Linked DNA regions of Mus musculus: regions 1, 2 and 4 are each linked to region 3. Evidence: chromatin contacts called from public HiChIP or PLAC-seq and promoter capture Hi-C data. All regions are on one chromosome and are shown on one strand. Each heading gives the region's core, a stretch centred on a gene start, on an enhancer-like site or on the middle of the called end of the contact. The rest is flanking DNA. Distances are from core to core; before and after follow the strand shown.

Region 1 (2,700 bases), core at 62-2,561, 500 kb before region 3:
CTATAAATCTCTATTTCAAATGTCACTGAACATAGTTTCACTCTTCAACCTATCCTGTAGTCTCTAGAGAAACCCACCAGGCAGGAGGGCAAAATGAAAGACTTACTGTGTAAGCCACTAGTAAAGCTAGCACTATTAGCAAGGGCAAGTGAATGGAAGATAAAACATGACCTGTGTTGTCAATGAGGTGAATTCATGTTCAGCCTTGATCCATTTCTATGGCCAATAACCAGGGGAAGTAAAGTCAAGTCTTTCCTTCGAACTTCAAAAGTCAGCAGGCAGAGGACAAAGAAGCAATGGGCCATAAAAGATCAGGGCTGAGCTACATTCTTCAAAGGCCAGAAGCAGATCATGTTTTAATACCTGGATCTGGGACATGCCAACTGCTAAACCAAGAACTAGATGAGCCCCAAGTGAACCTCACTCATTTTGTTTGAAGGTTGGTACTAGAAGTACCACATTATAATGGACTTTTTAAAGTGAATCCATCCAACAGGAATATGTACACTGAAGAAGTCAGAGAAAGACTGAAAATGGAGGAATTGGGTCATTAGAAGGGAGGGAGAATATAGTGATCCTGTTTTCAGGATGTCTTCGTTATCTTTAGATATATATCCTTTCTTGTCCTTCCAGAATCTCAATCAACAGTTATGGTTTATACTATATGACAGAGCATTTGTGTTAGACATTCAAGCAACTTAAGTTGTTTAAAACTAATAGTCTCCATGTATCTCTCTCTCTCTCTCTCTCTCTCTCTCTCTCTCTCTCTCTCTCTGTCTCTCTCTCTCAAATGAGATGAAAGACAATCACAGTGAGGAGGAAAAAATATATTATTATGTCCCACAACCATGACATCGGTCCGTTCACAATGGTGACTAGGTGGTCGAAATCTACAAATGCAATATCTGGAGATTTCCTATGTGCCAGAAAACTGTGGCACCTAACACAGCCTCTCTGACACCTCCATTTCCCCCTCTGCTTTCTCTTTGGGGAGCCAGGGTCCTCTGCTTGCTAGCAACAAAGAATACAGCAGATGGCAGCAAGCAGCTGCCACATGCTCTGAGCTTATCATGTCCAAGTCCTGTTCAGCCCGGCTGAAGGAAGGTTGAAAGGGGAGGTAACTTGTCAGATTTCTGTGTTCTCTTTTTCTTCTTCTGTCTCTGCCTTTCCTCCAACTAGAAAGAAAGAAGCATTTAATCTCTAACTAGCACATAAAATCAGCAATTAGAGGCTGGACAAGAACACAGGTTTGTTCCTGAAGGCTGAGCCCTACCTGAGTCTGAACAGTAGTGGAAGAAGGCCACACTTGCTGCCTGCCCTGCTGCCTTGTTCACTTCTCAGCCTTCAGGGGCTATTGAGCATTCCTTGGATATACATTCTGAGAACACTCATCCAAAGCCAAATTCTTCATAGGCCATTTCTACTCCCTCTACCTGTCCATCTTACACCAGCAGCCACGCAGAGGACACAGGTAGCAGGAAGGCCTGAGAGCCCCCAGCTTTCAGCCCAGGAGCGCAGAGATAAGCTTGGATTCTCCTAACTCAGCCTCTGCAGACCACAGCAGAGCTGTCAACATGCCCTGTACTTCTCTGAGCCCCTGCCTTTAAACTTGTCCTGTTTAACTCAGCTCAGAAGCCTGGAATCTGTGAAAGTAAACATTTCTTATCCCTTGGATAATCTGGATAATGCAATTTAAAATACAGACGTCTATTCCCTGGACAAACACAACTGCCCTGACGTTAATGGGGCCATTTATCTGTGTTGAAGTTGGTAAGCCATGAGCACTGTTGGTGATGTTGGGATTTGGGGGATCTGATTAGCTCTGTAGTTCAAGTGACAGTAAGAACAGTGCCTGTGGCATGGGTTGGTTTCTCCTATCTTTTGGGTCATTGAATAACTTGAATCTTTTCTCCTCTGTGCTAAAATCTGAAAGGTAAGGTTTTGGTTTTTTTCTCGATTTAGACAGTCCAGTTTATTTTTCATAACTATCAAGGCGTACCTCAGCCTGGCATCCTGTTTCAGTGAGGTTCTCCAAACTTAAAATTTCTACAAAAGACAGACCCTGCAGGAAACTAGGATTACAGGTTTTAGCACCAAGTCTTTGAATTCAAAATATTTAAAAATACCTTCAGTACGTGGATGCATTTGGAGCTACCACACCTTCCTGCCTGGCTCACTAACTGGAAGTTCAGGCTTTCCTATTCAATTGACCCTGACTGTCTCAGGTGATCGCATCGCACAAACAGTGCAATCACAGTACAAAACTCAGCCGATGGACTTTCTAAAACTGGTTCATACAAAGTGTTGAAATAGAGTACAGAATGTTAAAACAGAGTCCTGAAAGAAAAAAGAAACCACTCCCAAATACCTTTGCAAAGTGAAGCAAAATGTGGATATCCACATTTTAGTAGAAGTTGGATAAGAACATTTTCCTCCCCTGCATCATTTCTGGGATGAACCATTTGGCTAAATCTCTGGTTTCTTAGCAACAGATAGTAACTGATTAGGTAAGTGATTCCTATTTATCCTAATAAAAAAATTATGAAATAGTGAAAATGTGAATCTATTAGCAAAATGAGAGAAAAATTCAAATCTCTAAGAGATGTTTCTTAGAAGCCTTTCAAAATACTTTAAAAACACTTTGAAAAAAATCCAACTTGCGAACTTTGAATTTTATCTCAGTCCATTGTCCTGAAGTCC
Region 2 (2,897 bases), core at 385-2,884, 420 kb before region 3:
TCTGAGAGGCATCTCTAAAGCAAGCAACTGATAGCTAGCTTACTTACATATATGACTAGTCCTGAAATAATGTAAAGAATGACCATCAGGTTGGACAACTGAGTCCCTGCTGACAGCTCTTTAGGGCAAAGGTGAACATTGGTTAGACTCTGCCGCATTCACTCTTCGGCTTCCCTTGATTCTCATAGTTAGCATGGGAAGATAAGTCCCAGAAGACGGAAGAGAGGCCTTCACCCCATCTTCCAGCTCTGCTTGGTGTTATCTTCAGCAGCTGCTTATTACTCTGTCCTTTCCCCTGAGGAATCTGGGATGTCTCGGCTGACTCTGGGTTGGCCCCTTCTGAGTAACTGCTTTGTAGTTCCACATTGTTGGAATGGATTTAAATATGAAAAGAAAGCAGGCAAGATGTTTGTTAGCAGCAAATTGTAAAATATATATATATATATTATTCTCTATGATTTTGAACTTAGGTGCGCTGTGAGTTGGCTGAAGCCAGAGTGTCGGGTTTTAATAAGGCATGCAAAATAGGATAATTCTGGGAAAGAAACCATCAAGGCAAAAATCAAAATGGAGTTCTGTGGTTTCAGAAGCAACAGCTTTTGCCAAGAAAACCAATAAAATATACTGAGGAAAGACCATAGTAGGCTGTTTTTTAAAAAAATAAGGTGAAATCTTATTTTCTTTGAAATTTCCCAGCTCAGTAACTAAGGTCTCAGGATTTTCTTAGGCCATTTCTTCATTGATGGGATCAAAGGTTTACCTCTGTGCATGTATACAGATGATGAGTTTACACTCAGGTGCCTTTGTCAGTTGAGACTCATGGAGGTTCAGTGCTGAAGAGGCCAATGGAAACCAAAAATCCCCCAGAGAAAAAGCCAGCATCCAGCGAACATCACAGTGAAGTGATCTATCCTGTCCAGACCAAGTGTGCGAACATTGGTCTATATTCTCTGGATGCTGAATAACCTGATTCGTATTGGAAATCTCTGTGTTCAAAATATCGGGAAAATATAAGGATATGTGGAAAAGAAAATAAATCTAAACGTTGGATACTTTGCGCTGAATTCATTCAAGACTTTAATCATTAATTAAACTCATTTTTGGCCATGGGATCAGCTTGCCTTCAATTTCACCCGCCTCAGTCATTAAAAACAAAAGGAACCTAGCTTTATGTGCATGTGCACACACATGTGTGCTTGTACGTGTGTGTGTGTGTGTGTGTGTGTGTGTGTGTGTGTGTGTGTGTGTGTGTGTGTGTGTGTGTGTGTGTGTTTCTATACTCTTGACATTTTGAGTCCACCCTAAAGAGAATGATCTGAAGGCGTGAATGGGGTTTGCGGGTAAAGAGGCTGGTGGATTTCTCTACATGACAAGGTTTGGATTGGAAGTCTGCTAAACAAAATGTTAAGAGCTGCCCACAAGGTTGTAAATCCACAGTCTGCAAAGAGGAAGGGAGAAATACAGAGAGCGACTGGGGTGTGTGTGTGTGTGTGAAGTATTTGTGGGTTAGATGAGAAGCGAGGGCTGAGTGAAGCCCGAGAAGGAGGGGTGACTGGTGTGATTTGTTTGGTGTTCTGAGCCAATAGAAACTCCAGCCTGTGATAATATCCCCATGCAGCGCCTAGAGGACTCAGTGCTGTCTCCAGCTCCTTCCACATCTGCAGGCGCGGCTGGGACGCGCTCCGCCCTCTGTGCGCTCCACTGGGCTCCGCTCGCTCCGCACACCCTCGCTGCTTCCCAGGCCTCCTGCAGAACCAGGCTGCGGCTGCCCCCGACGATACGGCGCACAGCCCGCTGTGGATCCTGTCATTCACAGAGAGGAGAGGGACAGGGAGACACACAAGGGAACCGAGGAGGAGGCTTCCATCTCGTCATTGCAGGTATGCGGCTTGTCACAACCTATCTGACTGCGCACAGGTTTCTATCTTCTGCCTTTCTAAGGCACCTAGGGTAGATTCACGTCTGTCCGCGGGGCTGGCTGGTTCGCAGAGAAGTGCCGAGTGAATGCCCCCTGAGTTACACTGCTTTCATGTGGCTGGGGCCACCAGGTGGATTCACCTATTGGATTCTGCGTAGGTGGAAAGCCCAGACCTTTAAACTTCACAGCGATCTTTAAATTAACTAATTAAATAAATAACACCAGTATCTGCACATTGTAGTGAGGGTTCCCCTTGGTGACCCGCATTCTAATGATGACCCAACATGTAATTGTTTAGAAAGCAGGTTTTGAATATAGTCAGCCTACCTAATATGTTAATGTGTTCCCTGTAGGATCAGGAAGCCACAGAGGATTTGGGCATGGTCTTGATTTCCTAAGCATGTACCAAAGTGGATACAGCCTCATGGCTGAAATATCACTATGTATTTAGGCTGTGTCTGAAGGAGAGAAGGAAAGAAGGGAGACAGCAAGTAAAAAACAAAAAACAAAAAATGCAGTTGTCATAGTCTTACCTTCACTGATCAATTAATGATACATTTGTCTTTCAGCACCCCTGACAGGATGAGTTCTAAACTCTCTCAAATTAGGTTAAAAGCATACGAATTGATCCCAGTACTCAAGAGGCTGAGGCAGGAGGATTGTGAGTTCCAGGCCAGCCTGGGCTACATAATTAAAACTATGAACTGAAAAACTTTGTACAAAATATAAACATTTCCAGGCAATGAAATGTGTAGTTCGTAGTTTTGTTTAATCGTCCAAGGTATAGATTTCTCTGTGTTTATTTTTGAGGTGAAAGGTAAGGGGGGGGCGATAAAATAGCTATTTTCCTGGGAATTTGCCATGTTTGATTCACAATTTTGAAGCTGGTTATGTAATTTTTCCCCCATGTTGATTACTTATGATTCAATTAACATTGCTTAATCAGTTCCATCTTCCTGGAAAAGCCAACGGGACTGAG
Region 3 (2,924 bases), core at 180-2,679:
AGCTGCCGAGTGGTGGTCTTGATGTAGCAGGGGGTGATGAGTGGGTAAGGTTTGAAGCAGCGTGGGCTGGGCGCAGGGCTTCCAGGCAAAGAAACGACTGCGGAGGTAATGGATTCTCGCATGCCCTCCTCCGGCTCTTTCTCCAGCCTCTGTGAGGCTTCTTCCACCTCTGGGACCCATTCCTCCCCTGGAGAGCCGCGGGGGGCATCCTCAAAAGCATCCTCCTCGCACTCCTCATCTGTGTCCCCAGTTCCAGCCACGGGAACTCCGGCGGCTCCCTCCCCTGGCCCAGCCTCCGGAAAGGTGAAGGCTGGTGATGAGAGAGAGTCTGTGACTGCGGAGGGGGCGGTCGCATAACCTGGTGTCTCGGAGGTCAAGTGGCTTCCGGAGGACGGAGGATGCTCAGGCACCAGAGACTTGGTGGTCTCAGGCAAGTCAGGTCTCACCGGTAGTGCCTGTACTGTGTCCTTTTCAGCCTCGCTTCTAGGTCCCAGCAAGAACTGGTCCAGGCCCAGAAAGGCCCCAGGCTGAGGGGAGATGGCAGTGGGGGGCGCTGCAGGCTCCTCGGAGTCCTGGAGCAGCAGCTTCTGCTGCTGCTGCTGTTGCAGACGAATTGCCTGCTGGATGTCTGAGAGCAAATCCTCCTGCTCCGTAGCGGAGTGGAAGCTGTAGATGTCCGTGTCTGAACCAGAACTGGTCCTTTGTCCATCTTGCGCTCCAGCCGCAGTTTCCAAATCCTCCGCGGTCGCCTGGATCCCTACCCCAGCCTCAGCAGGCCTAGAAGCACCGGGATGGATCACCTCGAAAGGGTCAGCACACTCGGTATCCGATAGGCCTGTCTCCTCAGCGGAGAGGCTGAGGTCCGGGGTCTTGGTGACTATAGAGTGAGCGCTGTCCAGCTCCCCAATCGGCAGGGCCTGTGAGTCCAGCACATCCTCTCGCGAGTCGCAGGCACCTTTCCCCTTGGTCAGGTTCTTTCTGATCCGCAGGTTGGAAAACACCGAGGCTCTAGAATCGGACTTGCTCTTCTTCTTGCTGGTCTCCCCGCTGCCCCCTCCCCCCTTGCCGTGCTTGCCAAGCGCCTTTTTGCTCCCGCTCGCCTTCTTTGTGATTTCCGCATCCCTGGGCCCCGCGGCATCCTCGGCTCCGCCGCCTTCGTGGGAGGCATCACCTGCGCTTCTCTTCAGCTTCCCATCCTGGTTCCCCATGTTTCAACCCCACTGCTGCGCCGCCGCGCCTTGGGGTCCTCAGGCCATCTCGGCCCTGGAGAGGGCCAGGGGAGTGTCCGGGACAATTCAGGCAGCTGGGCCGGCCGTTGGGAGCGGAGGCCGAGGAGCGCCCAGCTGGCCCCGCTCACATCTGCTGCCGCTTTGCATAATGCGCGGTGGCTCTCCCGGCTGCCGTCCCTGCGGCTGTGGCTGCGGCCCTGGCTGGCGGGCGCGAACATGCTCAGTTCAGCGCGCACTCCCCACCAATGGCTGCACAGGACTCAGCCTTGGCCTGGCTCCCCGCCCACCGCCGCCGCCCCTTCAGTGCCCCCTTTGGCTCCTCCTGCAACCAAGTAGGAAAACCCGTCTATCTCTAGTACTTCATAATTGGGGGTGGGGACAGCAGGAGCTGTCTTTATGTATCCCAGACTAGATCGAATTTAGAATCTTTCTGACAGGTTATCTCTGGGACCTTCATCTCCACCTTGAAAATAAAACATGTTGCCCTCTTTTCAAGAACTGGAATGTTGGAACAGTTTGATGAAACTTCAAAGCTCGCAGACCTGCAAAGAGAAAAACACAGGAGAAAAATCGAAGCCTAATTCCAGGTCAGAAGTACCATAACATCAGGAACACACACACACACACACACAGAGAGAGAGAGAGAGAGAGAGAGAGAGAGAGAGAGAGAGAGAGAGAGAGAGAGAGAGAGAGAGAGAGAGAGAACTTCTGTATGGCTCCAGTTCAAATACTTGTTGAATGGGTGGACTGTCCTGTCTGTCCTGTCCCTTAAATACTTGACCATGGCTTTGCACACTCTTAAGGTTTGTGAACATGCTACTTAGGGAAAGGTTCCTTCCCCAGACTCTCTGCCTGATACACAAGCCTCTTCAAGAACAGGACGTTAACTGCCATTTCCAAAGTGGTTTTGTGAGACCTTTCTGGACAGAGAAAAGAGAGGTAGGGGATGCTGAAAATACTGAGATTAAAGCTGATTAACATGCTAATCTCCAAAATTCTATGTGTTTACCATATAAATTAGACAACATTTGTATTTAAAAGGGGTGCATGAATTATAACTCCCAGGAGGTCAAACTCATCAATATTAAACATGTCACAATGTGATGCTGTATAAAAGGAAAAAGAAAAAAAAATGCCCTTGGTACAAACACAGGAAATTAGACATTGTGCTATAAAGGATGACCAGTTTCTCAAGCAAACCCATCCAAGCACACTTTGTCCAGGGCCAGGGCTTCCTAAGTTTTAGACCTAGATAACAATCACTTTTTCTTACTGTGAATTGTCCTCTTTATTTTAATGACATTAAACTATAGTTTTTGTTAAATGTCTTAAAGCTTCATTAGTATTTTAAAAGGCTGCAAACAATAAAAGCAAAAAAAAATCATAAAAGTAGCATTTGTAAAACAATGTTACTCTTTGTTGGAAATCCAGACAGCAATTACCATCCTTTCTCAAACTATGATCTTTAAAACAAGTGTTCACTGGAGCAGGTGGACTGATGTCCTTAGGTGGCCTTTTTGAGTAAACAGTTTGAAGAACTCAGCTTTAATAACTGTGCCAGCGTAATATCTCAGTCTCCAAGGGATCCCGAGAGCCTGAAAAGCCTTTATTTCACCTCTTTCACAAGACTACTGGCTCCTCTCTTCTAGAATGCAGGCTGCCCCAGGGCACACTTTGCCTGTAGGCCACTAGAAT
Region 4 (3,025 bases), core at 384-2,883, 340 kb after region 3:
ATTTAAACTGAGAGTCAATCGCTTAGTCTCATGTATTCTAGATCAGCACTCTAACAACTGAATTTCAGTCCAAGTATTCAAATGACTGTTTAGGTTATGTTAAAAGTAAAGTGTTTCCCAGGGTAACTTCAGCAAAATTAAGTTACTGCACATAACTTGAGTGGTATAACGTTCAACTGATGAAATGACATTCAAAAATATGTTGGATTGGATAAAGACTAAAAAGAAGCTATTAAGTTTAGGGACTGGGGAGATGGGTTAGTTAGCTAAAATGTTTGCCATTAAACGAGAGCTGGTCCAGCACCTGCGATGTGGAAACAAATGAATTCTTAGGCTTGCAGCTAGTCAATTCAGCTAATGGGTAAGCTCCTGATTCAGTGAAAGACCTTGTGTCAAAAATTAAGGTGGAGAAGAATACATCTAATGTTTATTTCTGAACTTATCACACATGAACACATGCATTCTCCATACATATACACAATAATCTAAGTTAATTGTTTATAAATTTTGTGTATTAGGGATATTTAGGAATCAAGGTTCAGTAAAAGGCTGATAAAACTTTTCTGAGAAGTGAGAATGAAAGAGAACCAACATGTCCCTCTGAAGAAGAGATGTTAAGGGAGGTTTCTGCTCTTGCCAATTAAGATGCCAGCTTGACCTATGTGCTTTTTTATGGCTTCTTTTATTTCTTTGTTCCTAAGGCTGTAGATGATGGGATTGAAGAAGGGGAATAGAACTGCAAAGGCCAGAGCAATGGCAGTGTCCCAGAACAAGGAGTAGGTAGCAGAGAAGCGAAGATACATGAGAGCCACACTACCAAAGAAGAGCAAAAAGACAGTAAGGTGCGAGACGCACGTGGAAAATGCTTTACGGCGGCCTTCAGCTGAACGGATGCGCAGAATCACAGCCACAATACCAACATAGGACATGAAAATGAGCATCACTGCCGTAATTATCTCCACAGCATGGACAATATCTACCACCTGAATCATGACGATGGTGTGGGTATCTGTGCAGGCCAGGCGCAGCACCGGGAGGAAGTCACAGAAGATATGCTCAAGGTGATTAGAGCCACAAAAAGGAAGTGTGGAGATCCAGGCAATCTCAGGGAGGGGTGTGAGAAAGCCACAGACACAGCAACCGAGGGTCAGCTGGGCACACAGTCTGGAAGTCATGATGGTAGGATAATGAAGAGGGCTGCAGATAGCCAGGTATCGATCAAAGGCCATAGCTGTCAAGAGACAAACCTCACTGATGCCTGTGGAATGGAAGAAATACATCTGCAGGACGCAACCATTCAACGTAATACTCCTTCGTTCACTAAGCAGGCTAGAGAGCATCTTTGGGATGGTGGCAGTGGTGTACCATATCTCCAGGAAGGAAAGGGCACTGATGAAGAAGTACATGGGTGTGTGGAGGTGTGCGTTGAGCTGGACCACTGTGATGATAACCAGGTTCCCAACGATAATGAAAGCATAGATGAAGAGCAGTGGGATGAAGCAGATGACAGAATCTCCCCAGGAGCAAGGGAAAGCAGAAAAAATGAACTCCTGAGCAGTGGTCCAATTGGAGAACCCCATCTCCAAGTGAGAAATGAAAGTGTCAACAACTCCCAGAGCACTCAAGCTTTTCAGGAAGTGTCCACTATAGTTCTGTGGTAAAACACACTGACCAAAAGCCAGGCTTTGAGAAGACACTTGCACTGTGGATGTAGAGGAAGAGAAATAAATAATGACATCATATGTACTCCACAATGGTGTACAATCAAATAAGTTATACAACTTGTGTTTAGACATTTTCAAATACTAGCACAAATCAGAATTAATGGGTTGTCAAAGCTGACTCTTGGTGCTGTTACTAAAAGTTTTATTCAGGAGGTCCGAGGTAGAACCTGAAAATTTGCAGGCAAATGATCAGAAATCCTGATGATCAGAAAATCATATTTTAAAACCATCATGCTTAGACATCTGGAGGAAAACCTGAAGAAATGGGAATTAAAAAAAAATGATGCTCATTCTGAATTCAAATCTTATGGATTCCCAAATAGAATTCTTGCTTTCAGATCAGTGCATCTGACTCTTAACACGTGATCTGGAATGTTTTTTTCCCTTTCATCAAAAGTAGATTATTTTCATATAGTATATTCTGATTATGGTTTTTCCTCTCCTTAATTCTCTCAGTTCCTTCCTTCTTCCCCACCCATCTTAATCTTTTTGTCTCTTGTTAGAAAACAAACAGGTATCTAAGGGACAATAATAAGCCATCACTGGGGATTTCTACCCATCTTTCTTCCCTTTCTTCTAATTATCTCACCTCTTTATATGTATTATGCTTAATATGGTTCATAAGATGAACTACACTGGTGTCTTTGTGTTGTTCGTTATTTAAAGGACGTACCACTCTTTTTACTCTTATCTCATTTTCGTCTTATGTAAGAGAGACTTGAGGGTGCTTTAAGTTGGAAGTCTTTGATAAAAATGACAGTTTGTGAGAATTGAATATGCTAAGCTGTCAGTATAGGGCTGCCTTGATAATTTTGTGGGGCAGCTCAGTGGGAAGGGAGAGCTGTAGATTGACTTTGTTAGAACACACCCTAGTACAAAGCATTGTCCTAGTAACTGACTCTCTTCTCACAATAATTTATTTCACCTCTATGGTTTATTTTTCTGTCAGTATCAAATATGTTCATTTGGAGGACACTGCATTTCTACTTAAGACTATTTCTTCACATAAAGATTTTTCTAGTGCCATGGATAATCATTCTCTCTATTTTCCCAATCACTTTAAATAAATTACCTATTTTCGGCTTCTTATATTAGTTTCCACTCATCTCCATAGGCCAGGTATTTTAATTTTTTTTATCCCCCAAGTATATAAATAACTCAAAATTCTGCTCTCCTTTTATTTTCTCATCTCTATCCCTTTCCATTCAGAAGAGTCATTTTAATTCAATGTTTCATTTCTTCAAGATTCCCAGTACCCAGTTCCCTTTGGCCTTTGTTCTTTTATATTAACAACAATTAAT

The links. Promoter capture Hi-C pulls out the DNA fragments that hold promoters and counts their contacts. HiChIP or PLAC-seq counts read pairs in DNA pulled down with a chosen protein or histone mark.
Region 1: a contact with region 3 is called in an H3K4me3 HiChIP or PLAC-seq map of neural tube, with 5 times the contacts expected there. The contact joins the enhancer-like site here to the promoter of Fmn2 in region 3. A contact is called at or near these places in 6 of 39 promoter capture datasets (the 3T3-L1 cell line, hippocampal neurons, liver and 1 more), 1 of 15 datasets of contacts at CTCF or cohesin (the NIH/3T3 cell line) and 4 of 115 datasets of contacts at active chromatin or transcription factors (SST interneurons, embryonic stem cells, forebrain and 1 more).
Region 2: a contact with region 3 is called in an H3K4me3 HiChIP or PLAC-seq map of forebrain, with 4 times the contacts expected there. The contact joins the promoter of Grem2 here to the promoter of Fmn2 in region 3. A contact is called at or near these places in 4 of 39 promoter capture datasets (the 3T3-L1 cell line, hippocampal neurons and liver) and 2 of 115 datasets of contacts at active chromatin or transcription factors (embryonic stem cells and forebrain).
Region 4: a contact with region 3 is called in a promoter capture Hi-C map of the HPC-7 cell line. The contact joins the promoter of Olfr420 here to the promoter of Fmn2 in region 3. A contact is called at or near these places in 3 of 39 promoter capture datasets (the C10 cell line, the HPC-7 cell line and pre-B cells), 1 of 115 datasets of contacts at active chromatin or transcription factors (embryonic stem cells) and 1 of 9 other capture datasets (adipose tissue).

The regions. Positions count from the first base shown.
Region 1 is chr1:174,998,347-175,001,046 of GRCm38.p6, reverse strand. No RefSeq gene overlaps it. Among named protein-coding and RNA genes, the nearest start is that of Grem2, 78 kb to the right of the region's middle. Within about 2 kb of position 1,311, at least 8 of the 459 cell types and tissues checked have an H3K27ac peak or open chromatin away from gene starts, as enhancers often do. A contact at or near this core is called in liver and neural tube, where this site is marked.
Region 2 is chr1:174,920,556-174,923,452 of GRCm38.p6, reverse strand. Grem2 (gremlin 2, DAN family BMP antagonist) reads left to right here and starts at 1,634. Exons shown (of 2, transcript NM_011825.1): 1 at 1,634-1,880.
Region 3 is chr1:174,500,330-174,503,253 of GRCm38.p6, reverse strand. It overlaps Fmn2 (formin 2), which reads right to left and starts at 1,429. Exons shown (of 18, transcript NM_019445.2): 1 at 1-1,429. The coding sequence starts at 1,208.
Region 4 is chr1:174,157,330-174,160,354 of GRCm38.p6, reverse strand. It overlaps Olfr420 (olfactory receptor 420), which reads right to left and starts at 1,633. Exons shown (of 1, transcript NM_146305.2): 1 at 588-1,633. The coding sequence starts at 1,580. The coding sequence ends at 615.